7 separate regions of the Mus musculus genome follow, and regions 1, 3, 4, 5, 6 and 7 are each linked to region 2. A link is a contact called in public Hi-C, HiChIP or PLAC-seq and promoter capture Hi-C data. All regions are on one chromosome and are shown on one strand. Each heading gives the region's core, a stretch centred on a gene start, on an enhancer-like site or on the middle of the called end of the contact. The rest is flanking DNA. Distances are from core to core; before and after follow the strand shown.

Region 1 (3,992 bases), core at 120-2,619, 330 kb before region 2:
ACAGGGCACTAAGTCCAATTCCCAGTGCCAAAAAGAAAAGCAATATGGGACCAGAGATGTAACTCCGTAGTGGAGTGCTTGAGTCGCAGCATTAAGCCCTAGTTCTCTCACCTGTACCAGAAAGGAGGAGGAAGGGAGGGTGGAAGCAGTAGAGACAAATGCACAGGGGCAGGAAGTGAGCAGAAATGACTCCGGAATGCCAACCTGAGCACAGCCTAACAACATACCCTGACACTTCTCTTCCTAGGATCACCTCTGCCTCAACCACCAGCACACTCTGTAGTGTCATCCTAACAGCAGGGGCACTAGCTATTTCTTAACGTGCCACACTAGGGTAGTGGTCTGTTCTCAGTGCTTCGAGACATTGAATGAGTCTCCAAATCAGGACCCTTCAGCATAGATACTGGACTTCCTCCTCCTGAGTTTATCAAAGCAGCAGCTGCCTATGACATGAGTTTTGGTTTTGGTGGCCTCCTGGGGGTATAACTCCCTCTTTCATACTGACAGCTTCACAGCAGTCTAATCCCTAATGGCAGATCTCAGAAAAAGCCTAATAGGGATACAGGCTTCATGCAACAGGATATTGTGGCCCTCTGGAGCTGTCTTAGCATCCATAAACAGCTTTCCGGAAAGAAATGAATATATATGTTGGCCAGCAAGATGACAGTTGGGAATAGAGGGTACAAAGGGGAGAGGGATGCTGTCTAGAGGTTTGCAGGCCTTCACGGTGGAGTAGAAGGGTGCAAAAGACATGAAGGGGACTATCCTAAGGCAAAGAAAAGCACTTGGATTCTAGGCTGACTTGAGCCGCGCCAGGCTTATATTTAAATAGCGCCGGCTGGGCAGCCAGGGGACGGTCCGGAAGGCGGGGCAGAAAGACCGGACGCGGAAGGCAGCTGAGGCCGTGAAAAGAACGCGTAGAGCGACGGGTGGCAGGCTGCAGCGACCAGCTAAGCTTCCCGGGGGATCTCAAAACCCGGAGGCGGAGGCCTGCAAACTGGCGGCGGACGGCTGTCAGCTGTCAGCGAAAGCGAGCCGGAAGGATCCTGATCATAGGGCTTGGCTGAGGCTTGGAGCTCAGAGTTGAAAAGATCAAGACCATGGCTGGAAGGAGGCCCGCCGCCCGCCGCCCGCCGCCCGCCGCCCGCAGCCTCTCACGCACCTCCTTGGCGATCACCGCGATGCACACCGCCATATTGGCAGGCTGTGCGCCACATCATGTGACCCGATGTGGAGGCAGGCCCCGCCCATTCTCCTCCCACCGAGGCTCAGAGCCCGCCTCTCTCTACCATGGCTCCGCCCAGACTCTCAGGTCCGGCCTTGGTCCCGCCCCTTTCCCGTAAGGCCCAGCCCACTCCCTTGTCACTCAGACAGCCTAGGCCCCACCTCTCCCTCTTCTTTTCTCCGTGGCCCTGCCCCTCCTCTCATTCTGCCGCCAGGGCCCGCCCTACAGTCCAAAAGGAACCGCGGCAGGCTTGGGACTGGGTCTTGACTCCTCAGCGGGAGCTTGGTTTGCTATGGCGGCCTGTACCGCAGCCCAGCAGCTGCTGCTGGTACTGAGTGCCCTAGGACTCTTGGCCGCAGGTGCTCCGCAGCCCCCCAACATCGTGCTACTGCTCATGGACGATGTAAGTGGGGCCACGCGGCGGGGGGACACGGAAGACACAGGGCAGCCACACGGCGGATGAGCAGTGACCCGAGGGAGGCCCAGAGCCCGGTGTCACATCTTTCACTGTTTCCGCAGTGGGGGTAGGTGTTCAGGGAGGCCCTTTTCTTCCTACTTCCCCTCCCGAGAGCGGGCTGACATTCTCCTCCCCTCAACAGGTGGCCCTGCCTTGGTGCCCACCTCCAGCCTGACCTCTGGGGGAACTCTGACCACAAAGTCAGGCATAGAATGTCACCTGCGAGTGCAGCCTGTGGTCATTTATGAATTCTGCCCTGGGGCATATCTCCCTCAGTGTCCCTGTCTGAGAAATCTGTCGCCCTGAAGTGACATGAAAGCTTAGAAATCAGTCATGTAGAACACTAAGTCAGATGGAACTATCCAAACAGAACTAGATGGACTGTGCCTTCCTCGCAGTCTCAGCCTGCCAGCCCCACCTCCACCCCCACCCCCCCACCCCCAGACACACACTGTGGAGTGACATCTGTTGGCTATTGTTAGAATCAGAGTCACATCCAGTTCAGGATGATTTGAAACAAATCAGAGGCTAATACCGGCCGAGGCTAATTAATAGCCAAACCAGCCCTCTGCAGGGCCTTCAGACCTGTGCTGATCCACACTTACCTCCTCAAAAAGGGGAGAGGGATGCTGTCTAGCGATCTGTGGGCCCATCAGAATGGAGAGGTGCTATATATGTAAAATAAGTTGAATTTTAGAGACTTTTAAAAAAAGATTTATTTATTATTATAGATAAGTACACTGTCGCTGTCTTCAGACACACCAGAAGAGGGTGTCAGATCTCATTATGAGTGGATGTGAGCCACCATGTGGTTGTTGGGATTTGAACTCGTCAGTGCTCTTACCTTCTGAGCCATCTCGCCATTCCAATTTTAGAGACTTAATAGGAGAAAAAGAAAGTAAACATCCCACTTGATAAACATTAGCTTAGTAGTTTTTTATTACTAAGAAAAATACAGATCTAAAAAGTCCTGTACATAAGTCCCACCACCCAGAAGCCACTGCAGGAAACCCCTTCCAGCTTCCCGTTCTTTGTGGATGCTGACTGTTCACACAATGGATGTCTGGCTTCTCTGGCTCCTGTCCTGGTCACTAATAGCAGACTTTGCACAGTAATGAGCAGTACTGAAGATCTATATATAGAGAGAGATTTCATACATATATAGTGCCTTTCAGTATTAAGTCGTTTTAGGGCCAAATCGCACTGGCTCGGTTTGTTTGTTTCCACTGGTTTGATCCAGAAGTACTGACTACAGGCTCGTCTGTCAGTTTTCTGCTCTTTTCCAAATGACAGCCTGTGAGGAGAGGTCTTCTCTGACACTCCCTTGAGACTCCTGAAGAACGTTGAACTGATAGACTTTGGGTAACTGAGTTAAGTAAATGTGCTCTTAGCTTTCATTTTGGCGTCCTTACTTTTTGTGTTTTGTTTGCTTGCTCTCTTGCTTGCTTTTTTGAAATAGGGTCTTGCTAAGTAGTGTTGGCTGGCCTGAAACTCACTCTGTAGCCCTGGCTGGCCTCAAACTCAATGCAATCCTCCTGCCTCCACCTCCCCAGTGCTGGGATTGCAAGCATGAGCCACCAAACCTAAAGACTTACCTAACTGCTTTTCTGATGTGGTGACTAGGAAATAAAGTCACATGGAAGGTCACAGTGCATTTCCGTTGGGCAGCTCCAGCTGAGTAGAGAGGTTTTTAGGTAATGGAATGTGACAAGCAATGACCAACGGTTTACCTGAAGGTGGTTGACTAGGAACCACCACCACCTACCTTCTGGATACCCGGGGGCTGTGACAGGAGGGTTCTTTGGAGTTGAATCCCAGAACATTGTACAAAACCCGGGTCTTGTCACGTAGAGACTTTTGATACAAATAACGGGAAAGGAACTCAATTAACTTCAGCAGCACTGGGAATCCCTGGCTTGACCAAGTAGACAACAGGGCACTCTGGCTTAAAGCAGGTAGCTTCAGGCTTCCCCTTTCATAAAGCTGCTGCTGTCTGTAAGCTGGCCCCTGGGAGCCCTGTGTCAGCCTCATGCCAGCCGCAGGCAACTCCCAGCTCACCTACTGTCAGCAACCTTAGTGGGACAATGGCTTTTGCTGACTTGGGCCTACTTCTAGGCCAAGCATGGGGAAGGGGTAGAGAATCTTCCGGACTGTCCAACAGGGAAGCTAAGTCCATCTCTTGAAAGGACACCTAGGTAGGGAGGCCTCCTGGGTTTCTACTTGACCTACTCCAGGTTGCCTGTGCCAGAAGAGGCAGGGATACCAGAAGGTGAGAAAAGTCCCGAGGTGCTCACTAGGCACAGATAAGAA
Region 2 (3,695 bases), core at 10-2,509:
TAGGATTATAGGGTCTGCCTTGCTCGGGAAAGTGCCCACGGGAGAACCTGCGAGAAACTTCACTCGGGAACAACGTTTGAGTGCCTGAGGTCCCTGGATGGTTCAGGATAACCCCTCGGATGGAGGTGGAGAGAGCGGTGCCCATGGGCATCCATTCGTGTAGCGTTGTTAGGGGCAGTTGGTGGGTCGGATCTCCACATGTCCCCCAGCAGGCAGAGGTCGGATCGAAAACTCCAGAGCCGGAGCGGATAAAGGGGGTTTGGTCAGCCAGTGCCAAATGCCTAGGTTGGAGCAGCCTCCACTACCTATTCCGCTGCCTTGTCGCTCTGCAGCCAAAGCGCTGCGGTGGGCGCCGGCCGGTCCCCGCAGTCCCAAGTCCCCCTTACTCCCAGGTCTTTCTCCTTCTGCCTCTAGATACAAAGCCTGGGAGAGTCAAGCACGCCAGATAAGATCACAATTTCAGCCCGTCCCGACAGAGCGATCTTATCAGGATGGGACTTGCAGAATGGAATATTTTAAACTTTATCTGAGCCCAGATCGGGGCCGCCCTATCGCCGCACCATCTCGGATGCGGGGGAGGTGCAGGCTGCGAGGTGGCCCGGCTCTGCTGGAGCCGCGCCCCCAGACACTCTCCTTCCGGCTCTCGGGACCCGCCACCCTCTCTGGGGCCCGGACCCCCTGGGTGCCCATGCTGAGACGCGGGGGCCCTGCCCGCCGGCAGAGATTAGATTACGGCGCGCTTGGCACTCGGCGCGGGGGGCGCGGCGCGGGGTGAAGGTCGCGGGCGCAGCGGGGTTGGGCGGCCGCGCAGGGGCGGCGCGGGGCGGCGGGGCGCCAGCGGGGGTCTGGCGGGCACCACGGGCAAAGTTTGACTCACGCTTGATCTGCCGGGGATTGCTCTGTTTCCTCCTGGACATGTCTCCGGCGCCGCGCGCCCTCGCGGCGGCCGCCTCTAGCCCCTGGCGGGCGGCGGCGGGCGGCAGGGGCGCGGCGGGGTAGCGGGGCGGCTCATGCCCCCGGCCCGCGGGCTCCACGGCTGCCTCGGCCCGCGCCCCCAGCCCGCCGCGCCGCGCGTGGGCCGCCGGCGCCGCCGCGGAGGCCCGAGGCCACGGCCCTGCGCTCGGGCGCGCGGACTGCCCGGCGGGCGGCGGGCTGGTGGCGGCTTCTCTGCTCCGGCGCAGACGCCGCCGCCGCCGCCGCTCAGCTTTTCTCAATGGAACCTGCGAGCCGCGAGCGGCGAACCGGCGGCCGCCGCCAGGGCGCTCCCCGCAGGCTGGCCAGGCGGGCGGGGCCTTCGCGTAGCTGGCGGCGGGCCCCGCCTCTCGCCACGCCCCGGACCGTCCTCCGCGGTAGCGCCTTCCCACCCGTGCTGACCCCGCCCTCAGGCCGTCCTTCCCACTGGCCCCGCCCCAAACTAGCGCTCGTCTTTTCTCTGCTTGCACCGACTTCCGCGTACTCACCCAGCCTGGGCCGGGCCTTCTGTCCTCGCGCTGGCTCCACCCCTCATCTGTGCTCCTCGCGCTGACCCCGCCCTTCAGCCGATTCTTCCCACATTGGTCCCGCCCTTCGGCCGTCCCTCCTCGCGTTGACCCCGCCCCTCAGCCGTCCTCCTCACATTGACCCCCGCTCCTCAGCCGTCCTCCTTTCGTCGACCCTGTCCCTCAGCAACCTTATTACCCTGATCCCGCCTATCAGTTGTCCTCCCCACGTTGTCCCTGCCCCTGCCCCGCCCTCACAGTGACCCTGCTCCTCAGCTACACTCTCTTGTTGACTCCCTTTGCTCGTCCTCCTCACAAGAGCACAGCCTCAGCTGTCCTCAAACTGATCCCGCCCCTTTACTAGTCCTTCCCACGGGCTCCGCCCCTGTATTCCTTGCCACCCTGCTGGCCACGCCCACAACCCGCCCTTCCAGGTGCTGGCTCCGCCCACGTCTCCTCCTTCTTTGCCTTCGCCACGCCTCCGTAGGCCCGCCTTCTCCCTGGCCCCGCCTCTGCTCCGTAGTCCTTCGCACAGGCCTGGTCCTTCCCCGCCCCCAACACAGGCCTTGCCCACGTCTGTCCAATCCTCAGCTTTGTCCTCACCTCCTCCGGGCTGGCCCCTGGGCTGGCCCCAGGTCGCGCCGGCCTTGTCCCGAATTCCCACCCTCGTTTCTAGATAGACCTCTAGCCTTCTTAGTTAGTTGTAGTTTCCTGAGGTTATGTCCGCAGGCCTATTTAGGACTTGGAGACCTGTTCTGCCCCTTGGAGACCTGTGCAGCAGCCCCGCGGCACAGGCCCCTAGCTTGTCTGGCCCTGCCCCTCCGCTCTGGAGCTCCGCCCCCATGGCTTAAGTTGTGCTGCCCCTTGAAGCTGTGCCTTTCAGGGAGCCAGCAGTGGGGTCTGGATGCCCGAGGCCTGGACACTAAATTTTTGCTGGACTTTGAAAGTTGACAGAGACTCTGATCCAGAAGGAAGCTTCAGTATGAGATTTGCAGCTTCCGATGACTGTGGGTAGCCTCAAGTGGTTCAGTCTTATGCCTAATTGGAGGGGAGGGGAGGGAACCTCAGGTTTTTCCTTCTTGAACTCAGACCTGCCCGGAAATCCGGGAGGAGCCAGAGGTCAGCTGGCCTTGTTTAACCGCAGCCGATGCCACAGTGAACATCTGCCAAGGAGGTGTTCCCCCATTCCCCCAGCTTCCTCTGCTGTCACAGCCTAAGGAGGCAGGTTTCCAGTGCCCACGCAGTGTGCTCCAGACCCAGGTCAAGAATGTGCCTCTTGTTCTGTGAGGATATTGAAACTTGAGACATGCACAAGATCAACGCAGCTTCGGATGGGGTCATGTCCTCATCCAAAGCAAACCAAATGGGCACCGTTGATGTCTACTGCCTCTCTTCATAGCACACAGAGAATCAGAAAGGTCTCCACAGAGAAGACACATGGTCCCCCACCTACCTGGTAGGCAGTCTTCGGTTGGTACAACTGTCACCATCCATGTCCCCTTGGAAGTTTGCCAGATGCCAGGTACCAGGCGTTCTGGGTATGAGACCTATTTCTTTACAGCTTCTGATACTGAGGTCCTTGCAAAGAAGAGAGAGGTGGTCGCCTCTTCCCTGACACCCTGTACACTCAGTGAAGGGCACTGTGCAGGACTGGCTAGTGGGACTGAATGCTGCCCCCTCTGTTGGTCATACAGGAACACCAAGGCCCAGATCCAAGATTTGTACAAGGCTGTCTGGCTTTCTAGCTCTTCTCAGAGGAGCCATCCTTCTATAGCTGGGGTCCCCACATTGGCTGGGTCTTCTCAGTCTAGTAGCCCCAAGATGCTTACGAACTGGACAAGGCATAATTTGTCTATTTCCATCTTCTTAAGGGAAGAGCACTTTACAAGGAGATGAGGCTTAGGGTCTGGGAGTCCTGGGAGGTGACTAGAGGCTGGCATATGGTGAGAGGCTGGGTACTCGGTAAGTAACACTCAGGCTGGAAGTGCTGGATAAGAGCAGCGTTGAGTGGACATCTGAGAGTCATGAGAGAAAACTGTGGCTTTTGATTAGTAATGTCTTCCTGGGATGCAGGAAGGTGAGATGGGGCCATTCTTTGCCCGACTTGATTTACTTGTATGATGCTATGTATACATAGCCCAGGCTGGGACAGAAGGACATACTTAGCTAGCAACCTAGAGCCTGCCGGCCAGGACAAGCTGCATCATTTGCAGGGCC
Region 3 (4,062 bases), core at 288-2,787, 450 kb after region 2:
TTTTATGATAGAGGGTTTTCTCTGTGTGGCCTTGGCTGTCCTGAAACTCTCTTTATAGATCAGGCTGGCCTTGAATTCATAGAGATCCAACTATCTCTGCTTCCTGAGTGCCAGGATTCAAGGCTGTGCTATCACTGCCCAGCTGTTTTTTGGTTTGTGTGTGTGTGTGTGTTTGTATAAAATATATTTTAATCAGATTCTTTCCCCTCACCAAACTCCACCTTGATACCCTACCACCACAAACACAAACAGCGGCTTTTGGATGGTAAAAATACCCCCTGATTGGCTTTTCCTTTGGGAGTGAGATAGGGCTGTTAAGGGATGCACACCTGGGATAACTCTACAGATAGGTTCTAGCTGAGATGAGCTTTCTGAAGACAATTTCAATTTCATCTTTGAAAAGTATGGAATGAAGTTGGGCAGTGGCACACACCTTTAATCCCATCACTCGGAAGGCAGAGGCAGGCAGATCTCTGTGAGTTCGAGGCCAGCCTGCTTTACAGAGTGAGTTCCAGGGCAGCCAAAGCTACAGAGAGAAACCTTGTCTCCAAAAAGACATAAGAAAAATGATGGAACGCATCATGCATTTGCGTGCTATTCTTTCGCAGGGGCCATGCTAACAATCCCTGTATCATTCCAATGTTAGCATATCTGCTGCCAACGCGAGCACATTTCTTTTATCTGTTGACGTCCTGTTTGGGGTGAAAAGTTGATTCTGTGTATCTCTTCAGGAAAAAAAAAAAAAAAAAGAAAGAAAAGAAAGAAAGAAAGAAACCACACAACACCATTGTTTTCCTCAAAAGCAAGTTTTCTTCTTAAGAACTAGGTTTATGGAAAAACCTGGAACTGAATTGGGAGCTCCCGCCTCCTCAGAGCGTCAATGATTAGTGGTTGGCCCGATCCAAGGCAGTTTCTTTAAAGGCTGTGCTTTGGCAGCGTTCCCACCGAGAAAGAAGATTAGTTCCTCGTCTATGTGTTCCCTTTGCCAGTATTTTGCTTGCCCTTGTCCTTATTTTGCGCCATTCCTTGATTACAGCTCAAAGACGACACCCTCTAGGCAATGCACTCTGCTCTTTCAAAACCGCGGGTCCCTCTTCCACTGTACCATTTAGGTCAAACCCGGGAGCATATTTTCCTATTACGTATCTGCCAGACCGTAAATCAAGCACCGTCGGGAGTACAGATACCCATCACCAGCCCGGGTCTCCCAATGGAGGGACATGCTGGTCCAGTGAAGCATCGCCAGCAGAAGGGCAAAGGCACTGCGGGAGGGCCTGACAGGTCCTGGCACATTTTACATGGGATAGGGAAAGAGGGCTGCCTTAATTCATGTCAGGAATCCCTAAGTACGTGGAAATTCCTCTGTGGGATGAGGCGGTCAGCATCCCACATGCTCGCGTCTCGTTTAGAGTCACGCAGCTTGCTGGTGTGCCAGCGGAGCGGCTCCCTACTCACGCGGCCCGAGACGGACCCAAAGTACTGGTGGGATCGGCTGCTCCACGGAACACCAGAGCAAAGGACAGGAAGTGAGCCTCCTATAGCGCGCCGCTCGTTTCCGGCCCGGCAGAACATCATCATTCATTTGCCTCCGGTTGTCTCCCGGGCGCCGCTTCCGAATCGGCGCGATGGGCAAGAAGGGAAAGAAGGAGAAGAAGGGCCGCGGCGCGGAGAAGACGGCCGCCAAGATGGAGAAGAAGGTGTCCAAGCGCTCGCGGAAGGAGGAGGTGAGCGGGGCCCGGAGCGGCGTGCGATCGCGGGCGGGAGACCCGGAGGCGGGGTTGCGCCCGGTGTCCCTGGGTGGCTTCGGGCCTGCGCCGAGCCCGGTGCCCCCGGGCCTCTCCTCTCTCGGGTCCCTTTGCAGTCCCGAAACTCCTCGTTTATCCGGTCGCCCTCTCTTCCATGGAAGACCAGATCTGTCCTGTTCGGTTCCGCGTGCTTACCTTTCTGTGGGCAGAGTAAAGCAACGTGGTGGGGCTTAGTAGAGGAGAAGTGAAGCTGGGTGATTCCTGCTTGGTCCAGGTCTGCGTTCCGGGAGTAAAGCCGTAACGGTCCTGCGCCTGTCCCCACTCCCCAGCCCCCAGCCCTAAAAGGAGAGCAGATTTTCTTCCAGCAGCCTCAGGGAGTGAGCCACGAGTAGGAATTTGGGGGTTGTGTCTGTTGGTTTTCGAGACAGGGTTTCTCTGTCCTGGAAGTCACTCTGTTGACCAGGCTGGTCTTGAACTGAGAGAACTCCCGCTGCTTCTACCTCCCGAGTGGAGTGCTGGAATTAAAGGCGTGCCACCATCAGCAGGATTTAGTAACCAGACAAGTCACTGAAACTGCGGTGTTTCAGGACATTTGGTTGTGACCTTCACTCATATTCTTATAGGCATTGATTATCCCAGGACCTACAGGTGGATCTGTGCGGAAGTTCAAGCACCGTGCTTGCTGTTGTCTTAGGGCTTTCTGACCCAAGAAACTATGGAGGCAGCTTTGATGGCCACGTTTAGCTCAGTGGTCTGCCAGGCACAGGACTTCCTGGGCTCCCCTCCTCATAACCTTGGAAGAGGGAACCTCAATTGAGAATATACCTCCATAAGATTGGCCTGTGTGGAGCTGGAGAGATGGCTCAGCTGTTAAGAGCATATGTTGCTCTTCCAGAGGATCCAGGTTTTATTCTGTGGACCCATCTGGGAGCTCACAGGTCTCTGGCCTTTGTGGGCACCAGGCACACATTCTGGCAAGACGCCTACACATATGAAATAACGCATTTTTAAAAACCTGCTTCTAGGCAAATCTGTGGGGGTATTGTCTTGATTAGTGATTGGTATTGGAAGATCTAACCCATACCTGGGCAGGTGGCACTGGGTCGTTAAGAAAAAAGCTGAGCAAGCTACAGCAAACTAGCCAAGAAGCAGCTATCCGCCTTGGTCTCTGCTTCATCTCCTGCCCCTGGGGTTCCTGCTCTAACTTCCTTTCAGGATGGAATGTAAGCTGTAAGGTGAGATAAACCCTCTCCTTCCCGGTTGCTTTTGATCACAGCAATAGAAAGCAAACTTGGACACCCTAGTAAACTCAGGGGAGTGGGCACTGTGTGGGTGTGGGAAAGTTTGGTTTCAGTGCTGGCCAGCATGCTTGTTGCCTTAGTGTCCAGGTCTGTGGTGACAGCTGGGACGTAGGTAGGGGCTGTCGAGTGGTAGCCCGCAGGTTAGCACCGACCCTGTCATTCAGGCACTGGTCTAAAGGACTCAAGGCCTGTTCTCATGGAGCCCATATCTTAGCATGGGAATAGGAGCTGGAAACCAGTAAGCAAGAGGAATCCCAGGAATGGCTGTGTAGACAGCAAGGTAGGCTGTTGGCACAAACAGGTTGTCAGAGGGCAGTGTGGCCAGGTTGCAGTTCCCTTCATAGAAAACCCTTGATTGATTGGCAGGAGGTGCGCATGCGTCTACACCTACAGAAAGCTGCTTTGATTGATTGGCAGGAGGTGCGCATGCGTCTACACCTACAGAAAGCTGCTTTGATTGATTGGCAGGAGGTGCGCATGCGTCTACACCTACAGAAAGCTGCTTTGATTGATTGGCAGGAGGTGTGCACGCGTCTACACCTACAGAAAGCTGCTTTGATTGATTGGCAGGAGGTGTGCATGCGTCTACACCTACAGAAAGCTGCTTTGATTGATTGGCAGGAGGTGCGCATGCGTCTACACCTACAGAAAGCTGCTTTGATTGATTGGCAGGAGGTGTGCACGCGTCTACACCTACAGAAAGCTGCTTTGATTGATTGGCAGGAGGTGTGCACGCGTCTACACCTACAGAAAGCTGCTTTGATTGATTGGCAGGAGGTGTGCACGCGTCTACACCTACAGAAAGCTGCTTTGATTGATTGGCAGGAGGTGCGCACGCGTCTACACCTACAGAAAGCTGCTTTGATTGATTGGCAGGAGGTGCGCATGCGTCTACACCTACAGAAAGCTGCTTTGATTGATTGGCAGGAGGTGCGCATACGTCTACACCTACAGAAAGCTGCTTTGATTGATTGGCAGGAGGTGTGCATGCGTCTACACCTACAGAAAGCTGCTTT
Region 4 (3,594 bases), core at 23-2,522, 290 kb after region 2:
AGACAGAAGCCTCTCACAGGTACACAAAGTCTATGCGTGGGATTTGCACACAGCTCAGTCAGTCAGAGCTCCTTCCTTTCTCGAAACATCCCTGTAAATTAGTTAGAAGCAAGGAGGTACTTCAGACTCTTCAAGGAAGAAGAGCCTGCCCCACCATGGGGACCCCAGGAAATCCCGGGGAGGAGCCGAGGGAAGGCAGCCCCCGCATTGATCTTCCTGGCTACTCGCAGATCTCCAACACAGAGGCAGCCCAACCCAAGAAGACTGTACACCCTAAGCATAGCAACGGCCTCTGGAAGCCTACAGAGAAATGCCAAGGACAGTGGCGGCCTCAGGGGCATGGTCATGAAAGCTACTTTTCCTCAGGAAGCAGGCCATCCAAGAAGGCAACCCCATCACAGACATGCCAGGAACTTGAGAGAGGCACAGGCGCAGGGAGACGGGCACAGGTGCTGGCAGCCACAGTGGAATGCCAGCTGCTTAACTCTCTTCATCACTGTCTCTTCCTGTCAACAGTAAGCCACACCCCCTTCTTGCCAACAGTGAGCCACACCCCTTCCAGAAGAACAACACAGACACAACTATGACAGTCCTAGGAACGCACCTTCGGAGTTCAGGGTGATGAGTGTGACGTTGCTTCCAATGTTCTGGCTTCCTGGCTGGCCACAGTTAGACACGGAGTCACTGGCCTCTGACCCGCTCTCCCCATCTTCGTTGTGGCTGTCGTCCTGACCAGGCACTTTCACCACGATGGTGTTCTGCCGACGCCCAGGAACAGCGCTGGCGGGAAACAAACACAGCAGCCCAGGCTGTGAGAGGACATGAGTGGTACACTGAGATAGCCCTGACTCCCGCTGCTATGTGGACTTATCCCAGTGTCTAGCTGAGCATGGACCAATGTACAAGGTGGGTCCCCCAACATGCGGTATGTCCCCACACACACCCTCCATGGAGATGAGCAGCAACGTAACACAGAAAGTCTGAGACCAAGAAGACACATAATATAAAGCAACTGCTTAAAAATATGAACAGCACGAAATAAGTAAAACCACAACTCCCTGAGACTCAGCCTAGAATCCGGCTTCCAGATCTTAGAGGCCATCCTCACATGCATAATGGTCATCATGTGTCAGAGAATCTCCATCCATCCATCATCACCCACGCTGTCAGACACCCAAGATGACTCAGCCTCCAAAACACCTCCACACTCCCTATGACTCCCACAGACAAACCCTAGAATCAACTTCCAAGGCCATGAGGATGCCAGGAGTCCTCTGGGAGCCATTCTCGGTGCAGGCCCTGAAGTGCAGCAGCAGCCAAACAGCTGGCAGCAGAAAGTGCTCAAAAGGCCCAGGACTGATTTGTTTTCTGAATGACTGTTAACACTGTGGACCATGACTACTACACAGCACAGAGGAAGCAAAGCTCTAGCTCCCATCAGCAAAGTCAAAGGGGCCTTAAAACTCCGGCCAGCCCCAGAGGCAGGAGGCCCTTCCTGAACTTGACCCCACAGAACTACCCACGGTGAACTGGCTCCTCAACACTCCACACCCGTGGCCTCAGTGCGGGCCAGGAGGCACATCCTCGCCCCAACAGAGTGGCAGGCCTCCAGCACTCCACACAGCACACACAGCAGCCCTAGGCCTCCTGTTGCCTAGAGAACTGGTCCAGGACAAGAAGCCAGAACAAAGCTGGAAGGAGCTACACCCCACAGAGAAAAAAAGCAAGACAGGAATCTGTGAGAATACTGCCAGTAATTAAAGGTGACCAAGCTTTCCTGAGGCAGTGACAGAGCCACGGGCAGAGGCCCCCACGGGGCATGGCTCTTGTACACTTTCATTTCTGATGGAAGTTCCATTCAACACATCTCAAAAGATGGGGATGAGAGAAAAAGTCACAACTCGACACAAGTACATCATTTGCCAACTGAGGAGAGGCTCAACCGCAGAGCAGGCAGATGGGGTGGTCAGCTGACCACACGCACTAACTATCGAGCCTCTTCACAAACCAGATCCAGCCCAGCGGTTCTCACAGCTGCCCACCCCTTGGACTGTCTCACCCCACCATTGCTAAGCACCAGGCTGGCCCTTCCTGACCTAAAAACTATGGTGGCTGCTAACGGAATGGACCCTGTGACTACAGACATGGACATGTGCTCAGACTGAACCCTGGCTCAGGAATGCTCACTTATCCTCATGGCAGTGGCAGGGGAGGTGGGGTGGTGATGGCTACTGACTTGCTAATGATATTTTCCAGGGAATCCGGTGCCCTGTTGCTCAATGGGTCTTCCATCTTGGCTACAATGGCGTTCTGCCGATCATTGTTGAGTATTACTGTAGTCTGGGGGACGACGCTATGAAACAAAAGAATCACAAGAAAAAGAAGACCTTAAAACCACAACGTTCATTGTCAGAGCACATGCATCATTTAACACGGTCGGCTCCTGGGGCCGCAGCGGAAAGCGGAGCCCAGGCCAGAACAGCTAAGCTGGAGCTGGGCTTCTCCAGCTTCCTGCTGGTTGGTATTCTTGGTTGGCCCAAATGCATAATTTGGGCAGAGTGGGCTGTGAACATTTAACAGAGTGGGCAGGACAGGCTAAGGCACCCTCCTGTCCTACGCACCTGCAAGCCATCTCAGCAACAGGTTTACATGGAAACAGGATCCTCTTCACTTTCCCCTTGGGTGTGTAATGTGTGATGTGTATGTGTGGGGTGCGTGTGTGCACTGCATGCATAGGAGTTGTGTGCAGAGTCCAGAGCAGGGAGCGGGAGTTTTCCTCCACTGCCTCATTCATTTCAGACAAGGTCTATCACTGAAGAGTAACCTAGTCCATTCAGCGAGGCTGGTAAATCAGCAAGCCTGCGTGGGATCTGCCTGTCCCGGTCCCCTTGCTGAGACATGCACTGCCATGCCTGGCTGTTTATGAGAGTGTTAGGGATTTAATCTCAGACCTCCGTGCTTGCAGAGGCATGAGCTAACCCACTGAACCAGCTCAGCTCCCCAGCGACTTTCAACCGCATCCCTCCAAAACTGAGACGGCATGCTGGTCTCATAGCTACCCTCCTCATGTCACTCCACATCTGCCCTCTAGAGTGGGGCAGCCAACCAACCCATGGGCAGCAAAGGGAAACGTGCTCCCGCGCCACCCACAGCTCTCTAAAGAGTGCACAACCACAACAGGAGGCCTTGAGGCTTAGGTTTGAGGAGAAATTCTAGGAGAGAATGGACCAGGGCCCAAGAGTCACCAGGTTCAGCAACGCCCAGGAGGCAGGACTAGGGTGTGACCGAGCGGGACATGGCTCTCAGAGGCTCCTTCCCACTGCACTCCTCATGTCAACTCAGAGCATGGCAGAGTTGTCTAGTGTGGACTACTGTGAAGAGCCAGGGCTAAAAGGAACCGCCACTTGATGCAGCCAGTTATATTACCTGAAAACCCAGTGTCCTTGTCCAGAGGAAAAGGGTACCTCCTTACTAAACAGGAAGTGTAAGTACCAGCATGACATTCACTTTTGTTTCTTAGTCATTCTACTTACTCTCTGGTGACACCTAAAGTGACAAACTAAGAGTGAGTGTCCACAAGGATCCAAAGTAACC
Region 5 (3,752 bases), core at 798-3,297, 260 kb after region 2:
GCGGAACCCTGTGAGAGCCTGCGCTGCTCACTACACCAGGCTTAGGCCGCAGAGGAAGGAGTCCAGGAAAGCTGCCTGTGCCAGCAGCTGTGCAGAACAAGGTAAGGAGACTTGACCTGTGGAACAGACTCCACTGTAGAGTCTTCTCCTCCTACCAGGTCACCTGTTCTTGCTGGGCTGAGATCAGAGGAGCCCACAGACGCTGATCTCAGGAGTTAAGAGTAAACAGAAGCCCCACGCCTGATTCAGACCTGTATGCCTCTTGACAAGGGTTCCTGGGTCTACAGGTATGTCAGACAAGCCCAAGTTCAGTATCTACTAGGGAGGCTGGTGGGACCGGGAGGGACAGGACTCACCTGCGCTGCGGCTGTGTGGTCACTCACAGGCGCCAGCTGGACATACTGAACCTGAATGTCACTGCCCTGGAGAGGCGACCCATCTACTCCTGTAGCAGCAGGGTCTGAAGAGGCCACGGCTATGAGCTGAGCACCCTGCAGTACCTGGGGTTGGGGACAAAGCCAGGCTGGTCAGTGGAGCTCGGGTCAGCAGACCCCTATCCTCTTCAGGTCCTGGAGCAGCAGGAGGCCCCCAGGCCTGCAGCATGGATGTAAGTGCAATGGAGCCTCACTGCCCAGTGCAGAGAGACGTCTGCTTATGTGAGTGTTGAGTCTTCGACTGTCATGAAATATGCCACATTCACACTCAAGTCTTGCAGAAACACCCTTGTGACACACAGGCATTAGTCTTTTAAAGCCCGTGTCAAAACAAATAAGCTAGAACTTGAAGCCTGCACGGGCACACTGAAGACGGCAGAAGAGCTTAACAAAGCCCTGGACAGAGCCCATGTGGAGCCAATAACTTTAGATAGAGAAGCAAAAGGAGAGGGAGGCTGCAGAGATGGCTCGGTGGGTAGACTGCTTGTATGCAAGCATGAGGACGTGAGTTTGGAGCTTCAGCATCCACACAAATCAAGGGCAGCTGTGTATGCCTGTAACCCAAACAGGAAGACTGCTGGAGCTAGCCTGTAACCCAAACAGGAAGATTGCTGGAGCTAGCTCACCATCCAGCCTAGCCAAAATAGTGAGCTGCAGGTTCAGTGAGAAAGCTTGTCTCAGGAAAAAGGTAAAGACAGATGAGGATACCATCCACCTCTGTGTGCGTATACACACACACACACACACACACACACAGACAGAGAGAGAGAGAGAGAGAGAGAGAGAGAGAGAGAGAAGGGAAGAGCTACTGTGGTGGGGAGAGTGAGAGGTAAACAGGCTGTGGGGAGGGTATAAGCAGAGACACCAGGAGCAAGTCACTACAGAACAGACCCCTCGGTCCTTCTTAGCTGCATCCTTCCAGCATCCTGACCCTGTATAACTAGTGACCCTGCCTCAGAATGGACCTGGAGGAGGGACTAAACTCAGGGTGACCCTTGGGGTGACCCCAGCCCTGGATATTCTTACCACTGATTCACTTCCCACAAACCACACCTGGTGCTCACACAACTGGGCAGGGGGCTCGAGGCAGGCAATGCAGAGCCTCCATCTGCTCCTTCACAGTTGCCAGGAACCATGGGCCCCGCCCTCATCAGTGTTGTACAGTCCCAGGCAGGCAAGAACAGCAGTGGACGGAATGCCCATATTGGAGGCTCCTGTGGCATGATGGCACACCACCCTTTGGTATGGAGAAGACCATGTGGTTCCCCACAAGCAGAGACAGCAGCACAAACACCCAGTCAACTTCTAAGAAGAGCTGTGCTGTCAGATGACATGTGCCTTTTTAAAGGACACACTGCAATCGAGGACAGTGTCTCTTATGCTAATGAGGGTCTGCCAAACGAAAACACACTCAGGTTCACGGTAGTGGGAAAATATTGAGGGGGGGGTACTTTTTTTAATGACTGAAAAGCCCTTTTTAACATTTTTGAATAGCTAAGAAAAAGTGAGAACTATTTGGGGAAATGACTGCCAAAAGACTGAATATAGCTGTCCCCTTGGCAACTGCTGCTGAACTCCGTCAGATGGGCTGCAGTGACAGAATCAGGAAGTGGCTCTTTCCTAAGGACTCTTGGCATGTCTTTGGGAAGTGGTCGCTCTACCTCTTTCCTGGAGAGTGCAGTGGCTTCTGGGTCATCTCACTTCCAGTGTGAGTCCGCGCACCTATGGAGGACCTGACAGACTCTGCTCAGGGAAGAGTCAAGAGACAGCAGCAGCAGTGACAGCCTGTCCCTGCACACAGACAGCCCTCCAGACACACCTCCCTGAACCTGCTTACTGATGCTTTTCTGTATGTCAACATCTGGGCATAGGAGGACAGGAATCTCCATGGGCCATGGTGACAGGCAGTGGGCTATGCAAACACAGGGGAGCTGGCCCTCGGCCCTCTCTAGGTGCTTAAACTCAGGTTAATTAAAAGGAAAGAGGGTGTGCAAACACACATCTGGGCTCTGGTTTCCAGGCAAGCTCAAAAGTCCACATAAACACTTGCCTGGTACTTCTGCCCCCAAAACCTCAGCGTTCCCTATTCCACACCCACTCTGGCACAGCTGCTGCACAATGCTACTGGCCACACCCTCCCTCTTCAGAGCAGAGCAGGGCAACAGATGCTGAGTTGCCCAACAGCTGGCTGACAGTAAAGGCTCCTGGTTTTAGATTAAGCTAGGCCCCTTGCAGAGGGAAAAGCCTGAACAGAGTACAATGATCCAGTCTTCTAAGAGTCACTGACAGAGCCCTTGGGTTTCTCCTTCACACTGACTTGTAGGCAAGGTCATCGTCTGTGCTCAGAACTACATTTCTCCAGGCCTGGTGCTCTGCTTCATCTGACCAAGCAGGTCAACGTGAAACAAAACCTAGAATTTTATATTTAGGAAAGAGCAAGCAAGAGCTCCTGTTTGGGGACGGCCATTGGTGGCAGACTTGGTTAGAGCCTTGGCTCTTCCAGACTCTTGACCTTTCATGGGTAGGCAGGGCAGCTTGGGCTCTCTCTTCCCCTGCATTTACCCAGAATACCTCCTGCTCTCTTTACTCAGCAGTTCTTGTGGATCTTATTGGGTCCCACATGCTTCTCTGCCAACCCTGCAGGCTAGCGAAGCCATGCTCTACAGACAGATGAACATTTCCCACACAGCATCTGAGTCCCCGGAGCTTCCTAGTCTCACTGCAAGAACCTGAGGTCAAACAGACAGGACAGTGTCTATGGAGGATCTTTGGCCCACGTGTACCTGGCTGTCTCCCCTGACCTACCCTGGGCCATCCACCAGGGTAACCCAAGGACAGGCAGTGGGAGGGGGGGGGGGTTCCTTGAACAGCAGAAGCAGCAGCTTCAGAAGGAAGGAAAGGACACAAACACCAGAACTGCTGCAATAGCAGAATGGCCCTGTCTCCAAGAATGAAAGGCTCCGTGGGACGAAGGCTCCAAGCTCAGCAGATGGGCCTGACTTAATGGCCATTCATCAAGCCATATGTCTTCATATGCCATCAATTGTTTCGTATGCCTATACACATGTCTTAAGACACATGTGGTCATAGATGTGCACATGCACACATCTGCATGTAAAGTCCATGCCTGTTCACAGTGACCTTGTCAGCAATGCCAAACCCCTAACATGCACCTCCACTCTGATGTCTCTGGCTGCCCAAGCAAGCTCTTAGCCTCAGGCCTCTGTGGGATTCAGCATAGACAGTGGCAGTCATTGTGGCAGCCTCTGTAAGCCTGGGCTTAGTGTGTGGCACAGGCTCTGTAAGGACCTATGGCAA
Region 6 (3,962 bases), core at 707-3,206, 480 kb before region 2:
GCCCCGGTGGGCTCTGCAGTAGCGGTCTCAGCGCTGAAAGATTTCTAACCCGGGGCCACAGTTCCATTTCTACATAGCTTGGATGCTGTAGCTGCACTCATCTCTGCTTCTGGCTTCTGACCTGGAGTGAGTTGATCATTGCAGCCACCTCTCCATTCAGAGCTGGGCAAGTGATTGCTGGGTTATCACTTGAACAGGGATATCACGAGAACAGGGATATTACCACATGCCCAGGCCAGTCACTATGGTGCAGAAGCCAGTACAGGAGGGCAGGGCCCTGCTCAATGTGCCTGTTGCCCATCTTATTGGCCACTGCACAGAAAACTGCTTCTTGTTTGGCTCGGTGGTTACGTGCCATCAAGTTTGATGACCTGAATTGGCTCCCTAGGACCCACGGGATTGAACAGAGAGAGACAATTTCTGCAAACTGTCCTTTGATTGTCACACGTACACTAGAGTGCACACACATAAATATTCATTTTATGTATATGGGTACACTGTATCTATCTACCAGAGAGGGCATCAGATCCCGTTACAGATGGTTGTGAGCCACCATGTGGTTGCTGGGAATTGAACTCAGGACCTCTGGAAGAGCAGTCAGTGCTCTTAACCACTGAGCCATCTCTCCAGCATAAATAAATATTTAAACAAAACTTTCTTCAGCTCAGGGGAAGACAGCTTTGTTTGTCACCATAGTGGGCTGGGACAGACACCTAGGTGTGCCATTATAAAGGGCACGCGGGAGGGGTGGGGGGATGTCTCAAACAAGCCAGCTTCCAACGTGTTCAAGATGCAGTTTCTCCCTCTCCTCCGCTGACCCTCAGGGTCCACCTCAGAGGGAGTCTCAAAGAAGACCAACCAAGATGCGGAGGGTGTTGTGAAACTCAGGCCGGCACAGAGTCCCTCTCGGTTGAGGAGCCCATGGGCTAGTACTACATTTGTCCTCGGCTCCAGAGGACGATTCTTAGGGTATGGTGATGTTTATGTGTAATTCCAGGCAGGAGGATCACGCGTTTGAGGCCAGCCTGGGCTACGTAGCAAGATATTGTCTCAAAAGAAAAAAAAAATAGGCCGGCCGCCTTACTTCCCGTGATAATAATCTTCCGGGTGAAGTCAAACACCCAACCCCCCACCCCAGACTGCCACACCCAACGCAGACTGAGCAATTTCACTTCCCGGTCCCCTGGGTGGGGGTGGGGGGCACCCGGCACGGTGGTGGAACATTCCAACACCCACACACTGAACGCTTCTGTTCTGGAACAGTTGTGGTAACCCTCCGGGAACCTGAGGCCCGAGGCCTGGAAAAAGTCTGGCCTGGCTGGGGCCTGCAGAGTGGCCTGGCTGGGGACAGCACCTCTGTTATTCATGCATCTGGCTACAGATGCAGCCTGGAGGTCTTAACCCTTCAGAGGAGGACCAACAGCCAGCTCCCAGGCTTCTTGCCTGCCTACGGAGACTATGATTTGGAGCCATGAAAATCTATAGCAGCCCTAGCTCTGTGATATCCTTATCTGGCGCTAGAAGGAACAGGCCTTTCTACAGGAGTGAAAGGGGAGGTCGGTATTGCAGAAGCAGAGTGGTCTGGCAGAGGTAGAGCCTCTAGCAGGTTGTGGCCCTAGTTTTTCTTGTTCTTGAAGCCTGAGGTGCTTCCAGAAGAGGCCACAGGAAGGCTTCTGGGAGTGAGGCTGGGTTCCGGCCAAGTTTGACAGAGCCTGAGGCAGCAATGGAGAGGCTGTCCCTGAGGTAGTGTCCCAGCATTGCGTTCTGCTCACGGCGGATTTGTGTAGTTGAGAAAGCCGTTGAAAAGACCTCATAGTGTTTTCTCCATGGGTGTCCACGTGGCCTGGCAGCTCCTGGGGAGAGGAAGCAGCGGCAGCTGGGGGGATGGCTGCCTGCACCGGGAGAGGAACAGGAACCTGGAACTGTTCTCACTGGCAGGCCAGAAGACTGAGCTTGAGAGAATGCAAGCTGTCCGGGGCAGCTGGACCAGGTAGCCATCTTGATTCTGTGTGTGATGCGCCACTGACTGGCTCCTGCCCAGGCTGACAGAACCGGTAAATGAGGTGAGGTGCCCTTACATGGCAGAGGCAGAGTAGATAAGCCTGAGCTGTGCAGACTACGGGATGTGGGGCAGAGGTAGAGCCAGAAAGTGGCCAGGACTCTGAGGCTTAGCATAGGCCCAAGAGCCAGATCCTAGTCTGGGCCAAGCTCAGGGACCGTCCTGTGTCCCCTTCCCCCACTGGACCAGTGGCACCTGGGTCAGACTCAGGGCTGATGGATGAGCCCCTTCCTGTAGACTGGCCCTGGGCAACTTGTGTCTCTCATGCCACTTGGCTTTCTGTAGTCACATGATACAGGATGGGTGGGCAGGGAATGCAGGACAGACGTTCACCTTTTACTAAGCTCAGCTCATTGTCCCCAAGCCACGTCTCTGAGTCCCCCTGGGTGTCCTTTCTTGGCCTGGATGACACCTGGGGCCATGGTCCTGGCTACTTTGGTTTGTCTTTCAGCCATGTCTCTGGTCTTCTATGGGTTGTCCCAGGTCCCCCATACAGGTTTCAGAGGCTGACATCATCTTTTCAAAGAGCACTCTCTGGTGTGGAAGCCCACAGAGACCTGCCTTGCTGCTTGTGATGAAGGAAGAGGAGCTTGAGGCCAGAGCACAGAGGACACCTGCTCCCAGCTGTGCACATGGTCACCAAGCTGTCACCAAGCTTCTCATGCCCCCCACTCCCACCTGTGCCCCAGCAGGCATGGCGTGCACTGACACTTGGTTGGGGGAAAGGTAGGATGCGACCTCAGAATTCAGGTCAGCATATTCTAAGGGGGTGCTGCTCTGAACAGGGGATACTTCTGAAAAAGTGGGGAGAAAAGAGAGACACCAGAGCTGGGACATACTTAGTCTCCTCCATGTCCAGAGAGAGGAGTCTGCCTGGGGCTCCGTCACATGAGGGAAACTGTCCCTTTAAGGCCAGGGTCCTGCTCTGTTCTGAGACTCTTGTTCAGGAGGGTTCAGGGAAGTCTATAGCTAGGACTGGCTTCAAACCAGGAATATCACCCTCTCTAAAGCTTGAGAGAAAAGCCAGAGATGACTTTAGATGTCTTCAGATAAACCCAGGAAGAGCAAGGGACCCTCTATTTTGATGGGAAAATCTAGCGGCTTTCAGGCTTTTTACCATATGAGCACCTTTAGGCGTCCCTCTGCAGAACCTCCTGGGTGCCCCCTCCCTCTGTCACCCGCCAAGTTCATGCCTTCACCCTGACACAGCAGACCAGCCTACCTTTGATTGGCTGGTTGTCTGCTGTCCCCAGGATTTCCTGCTTCTGGAGCACTGGGAGCTCATTGAAGTCGCCCACTGCCATCTCTCCCAGTCTTGCATCTCCATGGCTCTGATGATGCAAAGCACCAGCAAGAAGCAGCAGCCAGCTCGAGCCACCACTGTCCATGGCTCTGTGACTCCTGCTATGAAGTGCCCTGAGAACAGCCGTCCTTACAGCCCCGGCACCGTTCTCTTTAATAACAGACCTCAGAAACACACAAGATTTCCCTGAGAGGAGGGTCCCCACAAGGAAGTGCTGGATGGTAAAGGTCAAAATCTTGATCAGGGGCCAAGAAAGTTGGGGCTTCTCTAGAGGGGCTGCGTAAGAGATGTGTTTTACTTCCTGGTTTTTAAATAATAAGAGTATTTCTTCGTCTCTTAAACATTCCCCTAAGAGTCACCTGTACTTTTTTATAGGGTAAATCACCAACCGTGAGGCATCAGGGGGACAGTGATGACACCAGGCCTAGAATGAAGGGCATTCTTGGTGTTACCAAGTAGGCATGCCCAGACTGCCACAGCTGCCCAGTCATACTGACGTTTGTCCAGCATCTGTGGGTAGAGACAGAATACAGATATGAGGGATCCTGAATGGAGACACACATCAAAGAACATTCCACAGTGCCAGGAAGGAGGGAGTGT
Region 7 (3,890 bases), core at 1,389-3,888, 350 kb after region 2:
TTCTCCTCTGTGCTCCTGCCAGTTCGGAACTGCTCTGCCATCCTTCCCCGACACTATGCATTGTACCCACTGAAAACTGCCAGCCAAAGTAGACCCAAAGCAAAATCTTAAGTCGCCTCTGTGAGGTACTGGGTCTCAGGAATCTACAAGCAACTAACACAGCTGCTGCTCTTCTCTTCCATGACGTCACAGACTCGACAAAGGGGACCCTGAGCAGAACTGGGAGGTGGTGCTCACTAGAGGGGGAGAAAGTGTTTGACCAGCAGTCACCTGAGTCATGAGGATGAAACCTTTCCCCTCCCAGGATAGAGGGAAAAAAACAGACCAGTGAAGGCAGGTGAGGGTTGGCAGGGGGGTTTCTGGGGCTGGGCAGGGGCATAAGAGCCACATCCTGCAGACGTGTTGCTCACCTTGGTATGGTTGTTGCAAATTTTGCCTTCAAGTTCCAGGGTTCTCTGGTGATGGAGTTGGGAGATGATTCTCAAGTCACTCTGGGGGTCAGGACTGGCTGGTCGCATCTACTGCCTCTACTGGCCCCTCTCCGTCTCACACCTCTGAGTTCACTCTCCCCCCACCTCCTAGCCCCCAACCCCTAACTCACCACCACCTACTCCAACTCTCACCTCCTCCCACCCCAAGACTAGCCTCACCTCTTGACCTTGATCTCTTGGTCCTTTTGCCTCAACCTCCCCAGGGCTAAAGTTCCAGGACATTCTAGGCCTTTAAAGATGTATTTATTTTATTTTATGTTATTTTTTATGTAAGTGAGGACACTCTCTCTGTCTTCAGACACACCAGAAGAGGGCGTCAGATCCCATTACAGATGGTTGTGAGCCACCATGTGGTTGCTGGGAATTGAACTCAGGACCTCTGGAAGAGCAGCCAGTGCTCTTAACCACTGAGCCATCCCTCCAGCCCCATTCTAGGGCTTTAATCTCAGGCTCTTTCCCCGGGGAGCTGCTTGTCCTGTCAGTTCAGACTTCTTTTGGTTGTGCACTGCAGAAACTACAGCCATTTTAAGCAAAGAAGAGGGAACATCGTTGGTGTCAATCCAGAAAAGCCTAGCACAGCAGGGTCCAGGGTGACAAATGACTCCCTGGGTGGATTTCCTAGAGGTAACAAAATGGGGTGGCCTCTGGTTGGCGCCACCTCCCAAAAGAACCCTGGGAGAAGAGAGGTCTGTCAATAGTCCTGGCTCTGGTGATGGCTCCATGTTCCACTGCTGATGGCCAAGCACAGCAGTTCCCACCAGTGTGCAGCCAACCTAAGGGTGACCCTGACTTGAAGCAAAATGTGCACGAGAGAGGGGAAAGTATCCTCTCACGGGACATCGAGGCCTGGCTCCCAGAAGTGTGGCTGGGGAGAGAAAGCCGACTGTTAGGGATCCTCACTCTCTTAACCCCGCTGACCTTGGCTCATCCATAACTTGATTGCTCCAAGGCCCGCAGCCTTGCACTGTGGGTGGACAGCAGCCTTCCAGTTTGACCTCAGCCTGACCCCACCCCTGGCGTCACCACCTTCCTCATCTGGATCAAAAGGATGCTCCCCACCCTGCGCAGACAGATGGAAAGAACCATCTGGGTGTCTTCCATCACATAAACTAACAGCGCATCCTTGGCTCGCATCGGCCCGGGCCAGTCTGCTTTCACTGTATCCATCCTGCGCCTTCCCTCCTCGCCTGGCTCGCTTTCTACATTTTTCTGTCCCTTCCATTTGAGTCCATCGGAAATCAGGAGCAGAGGATGGAAAACGCCAAGGGGGGGGGGGGTGGAGGGCAAGACACCACAGAAAAGTTTCCAGCCAGAATGAGGAAATGAACCTTCCACTTAAAACAAATAAAGAAAAGAAAAGGAAAACTGGATGGAAAAGAAAGAGCAGAAGTGTCCGTCTCCTGAGGTACCTAAGTGGATGGGAGGCACGGGGTGTGGAGGCAGTTTTATGGAAAGTGTGATTGTTTGGGTCTCTGTTTTGCCAAGTGCCAGCAACTGTAGTCACAAACCATCAGGAGGCATCAGACAGTTGCCCAGGAAGTCAGAGAAGGCAGAGGAAGCCTTCCAGGAGGTAAGGGATGCAGTCTCTTGTAGATTGTTAGAGGGATGAACTGCAGAGGCAGGTACTACATTCAAATGGCTGAAGACCACCAATCCAAAGGCCTGGGGGGGGGGGCAGCAGAGAGATGGTGGAGAGAAACAGATGGAAGCAGAGGACAGAGGGATGAAGGGGAGCCACCCCGGACATAGCAGCCAGGCCCGGAGGCTCAGCACTGCTGAGCCCCACGTGAGCCAGCTCACCATGTAAGTTTCACACTTGCAGGTGGCTCATCTTCTTTCCTGGGGATAGGGATGAGATTGGGGGGAGCATGAAATGATGCTCCAAGCAGCAAACTGGGCCATGGGCAGCAGAGAGTGTGTGTATCCGAGAGAGTATTACTCTACTCACCGGTGGATGGTGTAAGATCAGCCAGACCGTCAGTCTCCTTTGTTACTGAAGTCGCAGGCTGGCTCCACGGAACTGAAAGGAGGCATTGAAAACCTGGGTACCTGGAACCCTGCCAAAGGATTAAGCATTCAGCAGAGGACCTCTTCTTCGCCTGCTGTGGTCCCAGCCAAGTGCTGGCTGCATGCCCTTGTGATGCTGTCCACTAGAGGGACCGCCAAGAAGCAGGAAGCAGACATTAGCCCAGAGCTCAGGGTGGGCTTTCTCTGGTCACAGTGGATGTGGTCACTAAGACCTACTCAGTCAGTACAAGCAACTATGTATTGGTGATGCCCAGAGAACAGCTGCCGCTGAAGTTACTCTGTAACAATCCTGGAAAGAAAGAAGACAGTCTGAAGGGGATGCTTCAGCCATCAGACTGTGGAAACAAAGCACAACAGAGAATTATATTTTCCCCAGGAATTCCACACAGGAAGGGAAAGGCTGAATCCTGGCATCAGCCTCCCCCCAAACTCTCCCCCTCCCCCCCTGTAGAGAGATGAGCTGAGACAGTGGAAGGTCACTGCTGGGTAGGTCACAGAGTCTCTGCATATTTATACTCTTTGCATATTTAAACCCAAGCCTCCTGTCAGGTCCCAAGGGTGGTTGTTGGCAACACTGAAAACAGTTCCTTTCTCTGTATGATCTGTGAAAATATCTTTAAGTGGGATTTTAGGGAGGAGGGGCTGAGCCTAGCTTGCTGGGGGCTGCCAGAGCCCCCAGGCTTTGCCTGTAAAACTTCCCCGAATATTTTCACAGTCCACCATGGCCTCTGCTCCTCTAGGTGACAACTGACAGTCGCCACCAAAGCCAAGAGATCCCAAAGGAGCCCAAGTCCAAAACTGCTGCTGCTGGCCACCACAGGCCTGACTCCCAGGGTCAGCTTGTAAACTTAGAGCTCTCAGATTTTACTTCTGTCCACCAGGGGTCACCAGTTGCAGGTCAGAGAAAGGCCCTGCCTGACAAAACAAACCAAGAGGAAGCACCAGACAAATGGAGGCTCCTGCCTGGACAGGTGACCTGGAAATGAGGCAAGGAGAGCAGCAGCCAGGCCTCCTTCCTCATTTTTCTGGTCTCTACCGTGTCTCTCAACAGACCCCAAGCTCCAAGATAGCCCTCCACGGTCATAGCTAAGTGGGATGCCTTCTAGGGCATCTCCATTAGAGAGAAGGCTCCAGGGATGGATCCCTGAGCCTGACCAGGAAGGTGTAGATTGGTGAATTCAAGATGTTTCATAAAGCCAAGGAGAGACAAGTACTCAGAAGAGCCTCTTCTAGGGGATGCTGGCTCCCTTCTTTCTTCCTTCCATCTTTTTTTCTTTGTCTTTCTTGGTCTTTTGACTAGGACTCACTGAAACCAACTGGGAGTCACTATGAGACTCAAAACTCAAAATGTCCTCTGCCTCAGTCTCCTGA

The links. Promoter capture Hi-C pulls out the DNA fragments that hold promoters and counts their contacts. Hi-C and Micro-C count contacts between places; a contact is called where the count stands out from the background. HiChIP or PLAC-seq counts read pairs in DNA pulled down with a chosen protein or histone mark.
Region 1: a Hi-C map of CD8 T cells shows a contact between it and region 2, with 4 times the contacts expected there. The contact joins the promoter of Galns here to the promoter of Zfpm1 in region 2. A contact is called at or near these places in 7 of 39 promoter capture datasets (the C10 cell line, cranial neural crest, embryonic stem cells and 3 more), 29 of 484 Hi-C or Micro-C datasets (B cells, the Ba/F3 cell line, CD4 T cells and 15 more), 5 of 115 datasets of contacts at active chromatin or transcription factors (embryonic stem cells, extraembryonic endoderm stem cells, regulatory T cells and 1 more) and 1 of 9 other capture datasets (liver).
Region 3: a contact with region 2 is called in an H3K4me3 HiChIP or PLAC-seq map of the SCID.adh cell line, with 11 read pairs. The contact joins the promoter of Klhdc4 here to the promoter of Zfpm1 in region 2. A contact is called at or near these places in 1 of 484 Hi-C or Micro-C datasets (B cells) and 3 of 115 datasets of contacts at active chromatin or transcription factors (the SCID.adh cell line, embryonic stem cells and memory CD8 T cells).
Region 4: an H3K27ac HiChIP or PLAC-seq map of the NIH/3T3 cell line shows a contact between it and region 2, with 4 times the contacts expected there. The contact joins the enhancer-like site here to the promoter of Zfpm1 in region 2. A contact is called at or near these places in 10 of 39 promoter capture datasets (the C10 cell line, the SN4741 cell line, cranial neural crest and 7 more), 1 of 15 datasets of contacts at CTCF or cohesin (the NIH/3T3 cell line), 6 of 484 Hi-C or Micro-C datasets (the G1E-ER4 cell line, the P5424 cell line, bone marrow-derived macrophages and 3 more), 14 of 115 datasets of contacts at active chromatin or transcription factors (the HPC-7 cell line, the NIH/3T3 cell line, the SCID.adh cell line and 11 more) and 1 of 9 other capture datasets (pancreatic islet).
Region 5: a contact with region 2 is called in an H3K4me3 HiChIP or PLAC-seq map of forebrain, with 4 times the contacts expected there. The contact joins the enhancer-like site here to the promoter of Zfpm1 in region 2. A contact is called at or near these places in 5 of 39 promoter capture datasets (the 3T3-L1 cell line, cranial neural crest, embryonic stem cells and 1 more), 1 of 15 datasets of contacts at CTCF or cohesin (the NIH/3T3 cell line), 1 of 484 Hi-C or Micro-C datasets (bone marrow-derived macrophages) and 4 of 115 datasets of contacts at active chromatin or transcription factors (SST interneurons, embryonic forebrain, embryonic stem cells and 1 more).
Region 6: a contact with region 2 is called in a promoter capture Hi-C map of embryonic stem cells, with 2.3 times the contacts expected there. The contact joins the promoter of A530010L16Rik here to the promoter of Zfpm1 in region 2. A contact is called at or near these places in 4 of 39 promoter capture datasets (embryonic stem cells, neutrophils, pre-B cells and 1 more), 1 of 484 Hi-C or Micro-C datasets (the G1E-ER4 cell line) and 1 of 115 datasets of contacts at active chromatin or transcription factors (memory CD8 T cells).
Region 7: a contact with region 2 is called in an H3K4me3 HiChIP or PLAC-seq map of embryonic forebrain, with 4 times the contacts expected there. The contact joins the enhancer-like site here to the promoter of Zfpm1 in region 2. A contact is called at or near these places in 4 of 39 promoter capture datasets (cranial neural crest, erythroid cells, hippocampal neurons and 1 more), 2 of 484 Hi-C or Micro-C datasets (the N1E-115 cell line and embryonic stem cells), 17 of 115 datasets of contacts at active chromatin or transcription factors (the NIH/3T3 cell line, bone marrow-derived macrophages, effector CD8 T cells and 11 more) and 1 of 9 other capture datasets (adipose tissue).

The regions. Positions count from the first base shown.
Region 1 is chr8:122,608,864-122,612,855 of GRCm38.p6, reverse strand. Galns (galactosamine (N-acetyl)-6-sulfate sulfatase) reads left to right here and starts at 1,369. Exons shown (of 14, transcript NM_016722.4): 1 at 1,369-1,628. The coding sequence starts at 1,518. Trappc2l (trafficking protein particle complex 2-like) reads right to left here and starts at 1,230. Exons shown (of 5, transcript NM_021502.2): 1 at 1,163-1,230. The coding sequence starts at 1,195.
Region 2 is chr8:122,279,705-122,283,399 of GRCm38.p6, reverse strand. Zfpm1 (zinc finger protein, multitype 1) reads right to left here and starts at 1,259. Exons shown (of 10, transcript NM_009569.4): 1 at 878-1,259. The coding sequence starts at 917. The region is part of intron 1 of Gm39269 (a long non-coding RNA gene); the gene reads left to right. RefSeq lists an enhancer at 402-645.
Region 3 is chr8:121,827,044-121,831,105 of GRCm38.p6, reverse strand. It overlaps Klhdc4 (kelch domain containing 4), which reads left to right and starts at 1,537. Exons shown (of 12, transcript NM_145605.2): 1 at 1,537-1,724. The coding sequence starts at 1,626. Gm24283 (a small nuclear RNA gene) reads right to left here and starts at 670; the gene lies at 564-670.
Region 4 is chr8:121,988,714-121,992,307 of GRCm38.p6, reverse strand. It overlaps Banp (BTG3 associated nuclear protein), which reads right to left. Exons shown (of 14, transcript NM_016812.4): 5 at 2,237-2,353; 6 at 605-780. Among named protein-coding and RNA genes, the nearest start is that of Mir7237, 12 kb to the right of the region's middle. Within about 2 kb of position 1,272, at least 51 of the 459 cell types and tissues checked have an H3K27ac peak or open chromatin away from gene starts, as enhancers often do. A contact at or near this core is called in the NIH/3T3 cell line and fibro-adipogenic progenitors, where this site is marked.
Region 5 is chr8:122,020,751-122,024,502 of GRCm38.p6, reverse strand. It overlaps Banp (BTG3 associated nuclear protein), which reads right to left. Exons shown (of 14, transcript NM_016812.4): 13 at 357-500. Among named protein-coding and RNA genes, the nearest start is that of Mir7237, 45 kb to the right of the region's middle. Within about 2 kb of position 2,047, at least 64 of the 459 cell types and tissues checked have an H3K27ac peak or open chromatin away from gene starts, as enhancers often do. A contact at or near this core is called in SST interneurons, bone marrow-derived macrophages and forebrain, where this site is marked.
Region 6 is chr8:122,760,755-122,764,716 of GRCm38.p6, reverse strand. It overlaps A530010L16Rik (RIKEN cDNA A530010L16 gene), which reads left to right and starts at 1,956. Exons shown (of 3, transcript NR_151739.1): 1 at 1,956-2,063; 2 at 2,543-2,785; 3 at 3,313-3,707.
Region 7 is chr8:121,934,224-121,938,113 of GRCm38.p6, reverse strand. All of the region lies in intron 2 of Car5a (carbonic anhydrase 5a, mitochondrial), which reads left to right. Among named protein-coding and RNA genes, the nearest start is that of Car5a, 8.7 kb to the left of the region's middle. Within about 2 kb of position 2,638, at least 72 of the 459 cell types and tissues checked have an H3K27ac peak or open chromatin away from gene starts, as enhancers often do. A contact at or near this core is called in the N1E-115 cell line, embryonic forebrain and stem cell-derived neural progenitor cells, where this site is marked.